2 separate regions of the Sus scrofa genome follow, and region 1 is linked to region 2. Evidence: chromatin contacts called from public promoter capture Hi-C data. All regions are on one chromosome and are shown on one strand. The core of a region is the stretch at or near the end of the contact, and the rest is flanking DNA. Distances in the headings are between cores, read along the strand shown.

Region 1 (5,837 bases), core at 2,976-5,475, 330 kb before region 2:
TGGCTAGATGTCACCCGAAAGAAGATGGGGAGTAATGGCCTCAGGGAAACACTGAAAATAGATAGCTAAGCGGGCAAGTCTTAGTGCTGGTGTAGAAAAGTAGAGTTCAACTCAAAATCACCCACAGCCCTTAGTGTCCTGCGTGGGGACCTGCCAGGGCTGCAGGCACACATCTCAGAGCACAGACATGGCTAGTCTGGAAATCCAGTTCGGCAAGGGCCTCTGGCCTACTCTGTTCAACTGGATTGCTGGAGCCTGATGAAACCTGAGTCACTTAGCCAAGGCATCAAAGATGCAATATGATTCATTTATGAGCAAACTGGAATCCTGACTGTTGTGGTCACAGGTTTGTGTGTGATCAGGAAGCCACAGTGACCAGGATCCATGAAAAACAGTTAATAAATGTTTCTTGAAACAAACGAAGTGACCAGGAAAGCAACCTGCCTTGGCCACAGCAAGGAGTCTGGGGCACAGAAGCAGCACCATCCCCCGATACACTGAGCCTCTACTCGCCCTGCTCTTCCAGCTCACTTACCTCAAAGGATGCCCGAGGACATGGTTTCAGGGGCAGGTTGGTCCCGATTCTTCTCACTACACTTCGAGCAGCCCCATGCGGCTTGTTTTGCCAGATTGGGATGGTCTAGGCAGAGAGAGACAGGGACAGCCACAATTTCAGAGAAAATCCAGCTACTGTCCCCATCTTCTCCCCCTTGCCCCTTTAGCAGGAGCCAAGCTTCACCTTGGCCAGGCACCTAAGGGGACACTGCCGCTACTGAGGCACAGTCGATGATGGGCAGGTCCAGTGAAAGGGCGAGGAATTAGCTGGGTATAGGGATTAGCCAGGCTGCCCTCCCTTCCCTTTGCACAGAAAGACAGAAACACACTGACTCCGTAACTGCCCCAAGATCATAGCTGGTTCAGCCTTGGGGGAGGGGATGGAAGGGAGGACCCTTCAATTCCAGGCCTGGGTTCGGGGGAAAAATTAACTTGGGAATCTCAACACTGCCTACAGAACTTCAGCAGGTCCAGTGCTTAACCTCCACACACCCCCCACCCAGCCCCCTGCCCCCAGGAACAGGCCTTACCACATTGGCTTCCATTCCTGATGTTTAACTGGCTTCTGCACTTGAAGGACAAGGCAGTCACAGAGCAGCTCTGGAGGCTTCGGGAGGCGGGAGGCCTTCATATCAGGCCATTTTAAGGAACACCAGACTTCCCTTCCTGTGAAACACCCCCCACAGGAGACTCGGTGACCACCATACAAGCCCCCCCATAAAGCCAGGCCCTGCAGAACCATGACTAACAAGGCTCCTCTGACATTTCACAGCGGAAAAAACCAGCCCAAGAGGCTGCGCTCCCCCAACAATGACTTCTCCAAATCCAGACCCTTAAAGGTTCTGTTCCAGACTCACTACATGTGCTTGCCCAACCCTGGGAGCCTTCTGGAGCCCTTGGATTTCCTGAGGCAAAACTTCTGAAGACTATGTATAACTATATACATATGAATCACTGTGCTGTACACCTGAAACTGATATGACATTGTAAATCAACTATACGTCAATTAAAAATTTTTTAAAGAGTTGATAAGAAAGATTAAAAAAACCCCACTCCTAAAGATGTAAATAGAACACTTTGGTAGTTAAAAAGCTCATGGGAAAGCCGGAATGTAGGTACCATCCAAGTCCAACATTCATTTCTTAAGATGAGAAGTAAAAGCCCAGCATGTGCCACCCAGTCTAGCGCTGCTGAGCTGTCACAAGGGGAAGAGGGAAAACACAGGACGGCGGGGTGGGGGTGGGGGAATTGCGGGACGGACAGGGGGACGGACAGGTAGCCAGCAGTAGCCACCAAACTCAGTCCCTTGGGCTACAGGGAAAAGTGCCCAAGTTTTTATCTTGGGTTAGTAGCATTAGGCAAGTCACTTAACCTTTCTGAATGTTGGTTTCTCCATCTGTAAAAAGGTGACAGGAGGGTCAATCAGTGAAACAGGGGATTTTAAAGTGCTTAATGAACCGTTAAAACAAGACACAGATGCATGGAGTCCCTACGGACTGGGTTGCTCACAGCTGTTCTTGCCTGGTGAGCAGATGCAGTCAATGAGCTCATTCAGTGCCTTGTTCATCAAACATTAACAATACTCACTCTGTGCCAGGCCCTGTGCTGGGTACTGTAGGGGCTATGGAAGGAGTAAGACACAGCCATGCTCTTAAGGAACTCACAATCTAGAAGACAGATAGAACCTGAATACAGTAATTCTAGCAGAGGCTGAATATCATTGCTTAAGAAAGGCACACCAGGCAGGTGGCCAGGTGAGTTCAGTCCCCTGGCCCCAAGGCCCCATGGTGAGTTCAGAGGGGGTAAGAAGGGAAGGAAAACCACAACAGCACAGGTCTAGGCCAGGAAGGTGAGAAATATGTAAAGAGGAGAGTATGACAAGGCCACAAAGGTGGGTGAGGGGGTGGGATGTCAAGTCATGAGGACTGGGAATGCCCTTGGTGAGAAGTCACCGGGGAGCCAAGGGCAGCAACAGAAGAGGGGATGGGGCTGGACTGACCAAAGCAGCTCCTTCTGGAAACCTCCCCAGGAGGGTCTCTCTTCCACCTCTAGGAGAGGAGGTATCATTCACTTTATGATACAGGGGGCAAGGAAGCTGGAGAGAGAAAAGTACTGGTCTAAGGTCACTCAGTACTCAGCATCTAAGTCTGGTCCAGATCCTGCTGCCTCCTACATGGGCTTCATCTTTCTCAGCTAAGTGCAAGCCTTTTATCAAAGTCATCCGTATTCCAGGCTCTGGGCTGAAAGTCAGTGCCTGCCACAAGTTCCACACAACAGTGCTTCCCTGTGTTTCTCACTTTAGTCATGCAGCCACTTCTCCAAACTCACCTCCAAACTCAGTTGGACCTAACCCTCACATAACAGCCAGAGGCATCTTTCTAGAACTCCTGGCTAATCATGTTCCTGTCATGCTTAAAACCCACTGTGCTTGCTAGAGCCAAGAGGATAACATCTAGACTCCTCAGCATGGCTTGCAGGGCCTCGGCAGTCAGGCCCAACCTCATCTTCACCCTTCTCTGTCCTGTCTACCCACTCACCGCATTCATCCTCCAGGGCCTGTCCACTCTGGCCCCCGCACACTTCATAGCCACACCTGCTTTCCCCTTGCCCTCCAACCACACTGGCCCTTCAGCCCTTCGATGGTCTTGTCTACACTATTCCCTCTGCTTCAAACACCAACACCCTCTTCACCAAGTTCATCCTTAATCATTCTTGGAGCTCAGCTCAAGCATCGCCTCCCCTTCCCTGACAGTCACCCCGAGGCACCCTGCGTTTCCTTTGGGGTCCTTCAGCAGTATCTAGGTAACGGTGTGCCGTGAAGTTTGCCCCAAGGGCGACGACTTCCCAGCAGGGCACAGCGCCTGCTCCATACACGGTAGGCACTTGAGCATTTCATTTGTCCAATCGAGAAACGGACGAGAACGCCGAGTTCAACCCTCCACCCCACCCCAAGTGCCCGGCTAGAAGACCCCCCAGCTTGCTGGCCGCGCTGGCCGCGCTGGCCGGCTCCGACCACTTCTGCGCCCCCACAGCCCCTTCCGAGGCTGCCGTCCCAGTGTTTACACACGGCCTCCCGCAGGAGCCGCAGCGCCTCCCGAGCGGGGCCTGGTCCCATCATCCCCGGTCTCCGCCGCGCCGACACTCTGCGCGACCCCAGGGACCTCGCCCGGGACACGCCTCCCCTCCCCCGCAACAGCCCGACCCGACAAGGCCAAGGTCGGCCAAGTTCTTGCCGCAGCTCCGGCGGCCCTTGGACCCACAGGCCCGGGGCCGGGTCCCGGCAGGAGCGAGGGGGCGTCCGAAACGAGCAGCCTCTGGCGCATCTGGGTGACTCCGGCGAGCAACTGCCTCCGGGGACTCCGTTTCCCCCCTGCCGAGTGAGGTGGACAACAGTGGCTGCCGCGAGAACCGGCGCGGGCACCGGAGCCGCGGGCACCGAACGCACAGCGCCTGGCATTCATTAGGCTGCGCGACGGCCGGACCCGGAAAGCCGCGCTTCCACTCTGGGGCGGCACTCGCACCTAGTCTCACCTCAGCCTCCGGCTCAGGACTCTCACCTCACGGCCCCTCCTACCGTAGCGGGCCGCCCAGCCTCTACCACCCTCACTTCCGCTGACCCGCCCCCCGGAAGCGATCCCTTGCAGCTGCGCACCGAGCCGCGGCCCCGCGCGCCCTGGGCAGGCCAGCCGCGGAGGGCGGGGCGGCGGCACGTGCCGATCCCGAGGGCGGAGACAAGCCCCGAGGCCACGCCCCCTGCCGTCCGAGCCTTGGGGAAAGTTGATCCCCGAGGTCCGCCCAGTCGCATCTCCCGCTGGTCTCGGCCTCCTTTCCCTCCTTACCACTCTCCACGCTTAGTCCGGCTCCAACCTCTGGAAAGGGCCTGTGTTGCTGCTTGGCCCCCACATTGATCGGTGTTTGCTCTTCCCAACTGTAGTGCAAACTTCAGAATCCTCCCTCTGGCATCCAAGGCCCCAGATTTAGTGCTTGCTTTGCCCCATCTCGCCCTGGTGGCTTCACAGTTCATACTTCCCAGCCAAGACCCTCTACAGTCTTCTCTGCGGCAAGAATGGGCCTTTCTTCCTCTGACTCTGCTCTCCAGGGCTTTGTAGCTTTCTTCTATTTTAGCAGTTAGGTATATCACAAAGACACACACAGGTATACTCAGTGAGTTGGATGATCAGATGGCTAGACTGGCAAGACACCAGATGCTTTGGGAAAGAGACTCACATTCCTTCCAGACTCACTCACCCACTCCCTCTTTGTGCTCAAAGCCTCAGAGTCCTGGTCTCCATGACATCCAGGCCTGGGTCACATGTCCTCATCTGACCTCAACACGTGGCTGTGCTTGGCTTCCAGGCTATAGTTCTTTGGTTGCAAGTCCTAGCTGCCAGAGACAGACTGGCTTCTTGGGGAGAGAAGCTGTGCATTCACACAGGCCTCACGCTCAGACTAATTGGTGCCTGCTGTTGCCCTCTTGAAATTAACAACAATTTTTTTTTTTTTTCAACAAAGGCCCTGCGTTTTCATTTTGCACTGATCCTGTAAACTCTGTAGCTGGCCGTGGTCAGAGACGGTGTCCACCCTGATCCCACCATATTTTAAATGATGAAATTTGGCTTCCATTTCCAACCCTCTTTCCAGGATGACAAACATGCTTTAACCATTACTTTCCTGTCCTGGGCAATGGCAGATCTTGCGAATTCGCTCTAGTTGCCTTTCCTTGGTGTGACAGATGCTATCTTGGTTCTTCATGAAGATCCCTTTTACCCAACCAGTGAATCATCCCCCAGCAACTCTACTGGCTGCTCACAGCTGCCCCATTTTCCAGAAAATTGCCCTTGCAGGAGGGAGAATGGAAGCCCTAACCTGGGAAGTTACTCTACCCCATAAGCCAATGACTACTAAAGGGTACAAGAGGCCAGTTTGGATGGCAGTGTGGGTTATGCTCCAGAGCCCTGCACCAGCAATCTGGCCAAGACTTGGCTCTGAGACTCGATCTCTGCTCAAGGGTTTTCCTTTTCCCATTCTACTCCAATCCTTCTTTTACAAGTTTCTCTTAATGGTCCCACCCTCAAATAAGAATTACCCTCAAAAAAGAATTAGCTAATGCCTGTCTCAGGCTCTAATTCTAACATGATGGCTTTAACTTCAGAATCTTTCTCAACACAGAGCATCAGTTTCTAAAAATAATTAAGTTGTACTATGAAGCCTATAACAATTTTTTTTCCTATTTATTTTATGGCCACACCTGGGGCAAATGAAAATTTCTGGGCCATAGATCA
Region 2 (5,891 bases), core at 1,236-3,735:
CGCTATGAAACAGTAGATAGTGGTTATCAAAATTGTCAACAAAGCCTCTGAAAAAAAACAAAGCTCTTTATTTAATGAGACAAAAATTGGCCAGATGTTGAAAAACAAAATGGGCAATAGATGGTGTGAAAAATAGTTTAGTGTAGACTTAAATTTGATGATCAACAGAAATATCATATTCACAAATTCTCAAATTTGATACTCACAAATCCTTAATTCATAACCAACCCACTCATTCTATCTGCTTTAAAAATAACTGGAAATTTTCTAAATCTCTTTTTAAAAACAAAATTGCAAAAAAACACAAAACTATCATCTGTTCTTCAGACCAGCATTCCATAATAAAAACTACAAAACATAAGTGAACTGAAACACCCATTTGATATATGATGCTACAAGAGGAAAGACAGGTAGAAATATATGTAGATCTTTTATTAACATTTAACTTAGAGCCAAATAGAGGAGAGTGAACAGATTTGAGAGCTGAAGTATGTCTGGTTTCTTAAAATTTTACAGATGAAACTGTGAAACTGTGAATAGTTTGCATAAGGTATTTACTATTAATCTTCAGCATAAGAAAATCAAATTTCAAAAGTTCATCAGTAAAATAATAGATCTTCAGTAGACAATAATTTACTTCTTCCTACATTCACACTGATTGGTTACTATGAGGCAGGTACTAAACTGGGCATATTTGTTCAAATACAAGAGAAGCTGAAATACAACAGAAAACATGTAAACAACATGAGATTCCCAATCTTCTCAGTATAAACAGATATATATCACATAAGTTACTGTAAACAGTAGCCATTCAAATGCTGGAGTTGTCCTTGGTTTATTAACTCTGTTTAATATGCTTTTTCTATTCTTGTGTCACTATTTATATTAAAGTCTTCCAATCCTTTTCAATAGCCGGGGAAAACCCCTTCCTTTATTCAGGAATTACAGTAGGTGTAACTTGAAGAGACCTTTTCCTCCATTAAATCTGTAGAAAAAGTGGCTTTTACTTTTATTACAGTTTTGGTTTAAATGATCAGGTTTGACTGATTCAGCATGGATTTTGGCCTGTTTTACTCACTTCTGTACCCTTACTAGCCAGAACAGAGCCTGACACATAGTCTATGTATTTGTTGAATGAATGAACTACTCCTATGATCTATCACTCATCATGCAAGGATATATCCAAGAACTTTTCACTTTAGCTGACTTCTTGACGCTTTTAAACTTGAAATAAATGTTTACATCAGTCAGCTGCTTGCAAAAAGCAATCATTCTATATGTGTAAACAGTAGCCTGTGCAAGGTGTACAGTTATGCTAAGGCAACTTGGGTGTCATCAGCTAACTACTCACATATTTCTCTAAGTCCCAGAGCTAGAAGAGCTAAATTGTAAACCACCACCAGGACTCAATTAAGCCTATATCCACATCCTGAGAGCTCTCCTTTGTAAACTAATTACTTCTCTACTGAAATCATTTCTTTATCAAGGCAAGTATCATTTAGAATCACCATTGTGAGAACCAGCAAATAAGAGTCAAACACAAACGCTGCTTAGGGAAGCTGGGATTGTCATTAAGTTGCTCCATGAACCTGTTGTCCTTCTACCCCTCGGAGTACTGAATTCAATTTCTACTCCAAAAGATAGACACTGCTTTGTTTTAGGAGGATTAAAACAAACAAATCAAAACATGCGAGTTTGGAGAAAATTCCTTTAGAAGGTTCGACGAAAACTACCTGCTTGGGATTGTCAAAATAATGTTGCTGAGAAAATGATCATCACTCCTAAATCTGGAGCGGGGCCACAAGGCATGATTTGGGGTTATCGGCTTCGGCCCTCGGGGCCAAGTTTGAGATCCCAGAAGAGGAATAAAAGGCGAAAGAGGGGCAATGAGGCCACCTGCCCAGGCTGCCCCAGGACCGCGGGGCCGCTGTCTGCTCCCAACTTTGTCAGCCTTCCCCCCACCAGTGTATATGGTCCACGCGCTTCCCAGCTCAGGCTCCTGGGCCAGAGCCGGGCTGGGAGACCAGCGGAGGCCCGTCGGCTCAGGCAGCGGCCCTCGGGGCCCCGCGCGCGGGCGGTGAGGGGGTCGCCGCCCCTCCCCCTCGGTGGAGCCTGGGCGCTCCCAACGGCGGCGAGGCGGCTCCCTCAGCGCGCGCCCGCCGCGCCCTCCCGCCCGGCCGGCGACCCTCGCCACGCCCCGCGCCCCGGGGGTCGACCCCTGCGGGCCCGCCGCGGCCCCCTGGGCAGCGCTCCTCGGGGGAGCCCCAGGCGCGGGCTTGCGGCCTAGTCCGGGTTACATAACGGGGCCCGGCCCCTCCGGAGCCGGCCGGGGGCCGCGGGGCCCGCGCCGGAGGAGGCGGGGGCGCCGCCGCTCACCTGCCGTAGATGCCCTCGGTGATCCGGTTCCGCTTTAGGGGGCGGCGGAGCTTACTGCAGTCGGCGTTCCGCCGCTTCATCCTCCCGCTGGGGGGCCGGGTGCCCGCGCTGCTGCTGCTGCTGCCGCCGCCGCCGTCTCTCACCTCAGCCGCCGCCGCCGCCGCCTCCGCCTGCCCGCCCGCGTCGGGCCTGGACTCTACCCCTGGGCCCGGTCACACAGACATGGAGCCAGCACCCGGGGGGGAGGGGGTGGGACGGGGAGGGGGGGTTTCTGAGCTTCCTCCGCCTTCGGAAACAAAGAAATGACAATTCCGGGGCCCGCCCGCCCCAGCACCAGCCAGCCGCCTGCCCCGCCTCCTCAGCCCTGACGGACGGGCTTCCGGACCAATCGAAGGCGACTCTACACCGCTGTCGCCCAGGGCCCGCTGAGGCAAAACGGACTCTAGAACCCGCCTCTTCGAAGGACAGAAGAATGCGCCAATCATTACGGCGTCTGGGCCCGAGTCTGGGCCTATCAGAAAAGATTTAAATAGAGGCTTATAAATAGGCCCTATAAATATAACATCCTATATTATGCTTTGTTGCGAAGGTACATTTTATTATCGGATTGTGTTTCATTGTATAATAATCCACATTAGAGCATACCGTGCTATTTTCACTGTAGGCTATCACTAGCACTCTGAAATCCAGAGGCCTGGGTTTGCGGCATGTGCTGTTTCTGTGCTGACCTGCGCTCCAGTCAGTCGCATCATTATGTAAGGGGTTCTCAACATCCTCCCCAAGCGGGAGGCGCCGGGGACATCACCGGGAGCATTTTCTGAGGATCCTGGAGCACTCAACCAAGCCGGCCGTGTCTGCGAGCGACCAGGGTACGAATGACAAAGCAAACCGCGCACACACACGGACGCGCGCGCGCACACACACACACACACATACACACACACAGCCTGCCAGCTTCCCGCGACGTGGTGACAGCGCGGCGGCCAATCGAAGGAGGCGCGGGGCGGGGTCGCGGCGGTCCCGCCTCCTGGACCTCGCGTCACAGCGGGCGGGGCCGTGGGTGCGCGCGACGTCCCGCGAGGCTGCTGGGGGTGTGTAGGGCGGTTCGGCTGGAGTTCCACGTCCGCAGGAATGGCTGGGCGGCAGGCTCAGCGGGCACCGCGCCTGCTGGAGCAGGCGAGCGTCCGTGTCGGGAGCATGTTGGTCCCCAGACAGGGGTATGGGGCCGCCGGGATGCCCGACCAGCGACCTTTCTCACCTAAAATTCCTAGAGCTTCGATTTGGTCATGCACTGTGCTGGGTGCTCTACATCTATTTGTTCATTTACTCATTACTCCCCTGCAGCATAGATATAGCAAAATAACAATTAGAAATGGCAGCAAAGATTTTTTTATTGAGAAAGAAAAAGATGAATATATTTCAAAAAGGAATGCATGTCATTAAAGAAAACTGGGGAAATGTAGAAAGTAGATGAAGGGGAAAAAAAACACCCATGAATCTCATCACCTTAACACAAGTACTGTTAGAATTCTGTATTTTTTCCTTTCTCTCCAGTTTTCCCCCGTGGATGATATATTATTAGTTACTGTTGTTATTATTATGAAGCAGAATAGTAATCACATTATTTGATTTTGAATCCTGTTCTTTAGCTAACAAGAGCACTTTCCCGTTTTATGATGCACCCTTCCTAAATATTTCTGATGGTTGCAAAATATCCTATCAAGGGGCTGTACCAGCTTAAACACTCACCAACAGTGGGAACTTTGGAAGGTCTTACAGCACATTTAAGAAACTTGCAGGAAGCAGATGTCATCTTGTTTTGTCCTGGGATGTGTGAACCTCTCCCTGTCCTATGATCATCCCCTAAATAAAAACCCACCCTAAGAAGGAACTTGTAATTTATACCAAACGCATCATCCACAGATCTTTGAAGATCCCCCAATGCCTGAAAAAGAAAAGCCATTCTCTTTATTATGGCATCCAAAGCTGGTCACATGGGGACTCACCCCTCATTTCTGGGCCTCCTCAGGCAAACAAGTCTTATCTACTCACTGTCCTCAAACCCTTTAGTACAACCTTATCTTCCCCCCTTCCTGCCTTCACTCCCACATGGAGCATCTCCACCAGTACTGTTCCCAATTTGTGGTTTCTTGGGTGAAGCTTGTCCATCCACCTAGATGAAAAGCTTCTTGGAGATTGGATCCACACCCTGTAGAGATGCAGTTTAGAAAAATGGCCAGAGAACCTGCTTTTTCAGACCAGTATTGAAATTCCAGCTTGGCCACTTAATAGCTTGGGCAAGTTACCGAATGTCTCAGAGCCTCTTTTTCCATTAACGTTTGTTTGAAGGCTTACCAGACAATGAACTCTCAGGGCTAGCCGGGCAGTAGGTAAAAGCAAGTCATTCCTGTTAACATCCTTCACCTCTACTCCAACACGTTGATTAAGTGTCACTGGACAGCCAAGGATAACAAACTCTGTGAGCTCAAAGTTTCACCAAGCCTGCCCATCATTGTGAAAGCATCTGAACGGAATGCTCTGCTTGGAGCAACAGAAAAAGACTTCAGCTGCAAAGCCAGGTTGGTTCATGGAAGAAGATACAGGCGGGACCTAAATCAGTATGCCTGGAGGCTTGAAGGCAAAGGTACATGGTGAGGTCACGACTCCAGACTCTGTGAGGGTTCAGACCTAAACGACCCTCCTCTCCATGACTGCAGGCTTCCAAATTACCTGGGCCAGAGACTAAGACAGGCAGCTCCGTGATGTTAGAGGCTATATGGGTGATCTTTTCCACTCCCCACTGTGTCCCTGTTGCCTAGGACAATGCGATGGCACACGGTGGAATGTATAAATGAATAATCCACGGAAAAGATGAGAGAGGCACTGAGGACACGTGCCAGCTTCCTGAAGATCACTATCTAGCCTGCCCTCAAATAGCTTCAATCCCCTCAAGCTCACTAGGCATGCATGGCTGGCGCAGCTATCTTGTGTTTTGTTCTTGTCCCACGGGAGTCATAGAAAAATCCAGACATATCTGTACCCCCTAGAGAACCCTGTTAACGAAGGATGTTCATAGTAGTGTTTAGAACAGAAATAGTTTAGAAATAACCAAGATATCCTGCAAAGGGGATGTGATCACACATCCTTACTGTGGAAGTCAGTATGGCGTGGAGAATAATTACCCAAAGCACTTACTATGTGCAGGCACACCTCTCAGCACCATAGGCATTTTGATCTAATCCTCACAATAACCCTATGGGGAAGAAATTACTACTGAGGCCATATGACAGATGAGAAAACTGGCTCAGAGAAGTTAAGTCATGTGCCTAAGGTCACACAGTAAGTGACAGAGCCAGGATTCAAACCCAGGCAGTCTGGTGTCAGAGGCTGGGCTCTTGGCCACCATGAAATAGTGTTGTAGAAGGATTTTTCCTGGTTTGGAAACTGCTTATGATACACTGTTCTTGAAAAAATCAAGTTACCAAACATGTGCTATACAATCCCCATTTTGTAGG

The links. Promoter capture Hi-C pulls out the DNA fragments that hold promoters and counts their contacts.
Region 1: a contact with region 2 is called in a promoter capture Hi-C map of liver, with 5 times the contacts expected there. The contact joins the promoter of MTFR1L here to the promoter of TMEM57 in region 2. A contact is called at or near these places in 2 of 5 promoter capture datasets (both in liver) and 1 of 2 datasets of contacts at active chromatin or transcription factors (alveolar macrophages).

What each region holds. Positions count from the first base shown.
Region 1 is chr6:83,263,739-83,269,575 of Sscrofa11.1, reverse strand. MTFR1L (mitochondrial fission regulator 1-like) reads right to left here and starts at 4,225. Exons shown (of 7, transcript XM_021095596.1): 1 at 4,087-4,225; 2 at 1,086-1,221; 3 at 536-640. The coding sequence starts at 1,100.
Region 2 is chr6:82,930,677-82,936,567 of Sscrofa11.1, reverse strand. TMEM57 (transmembrane protein 57) reads right to left here and starts at 2,485. Exons shown (of 11, transcript NM_001038646.1): 1 at 2,377-2,485. The coding sequence starts at 2,456.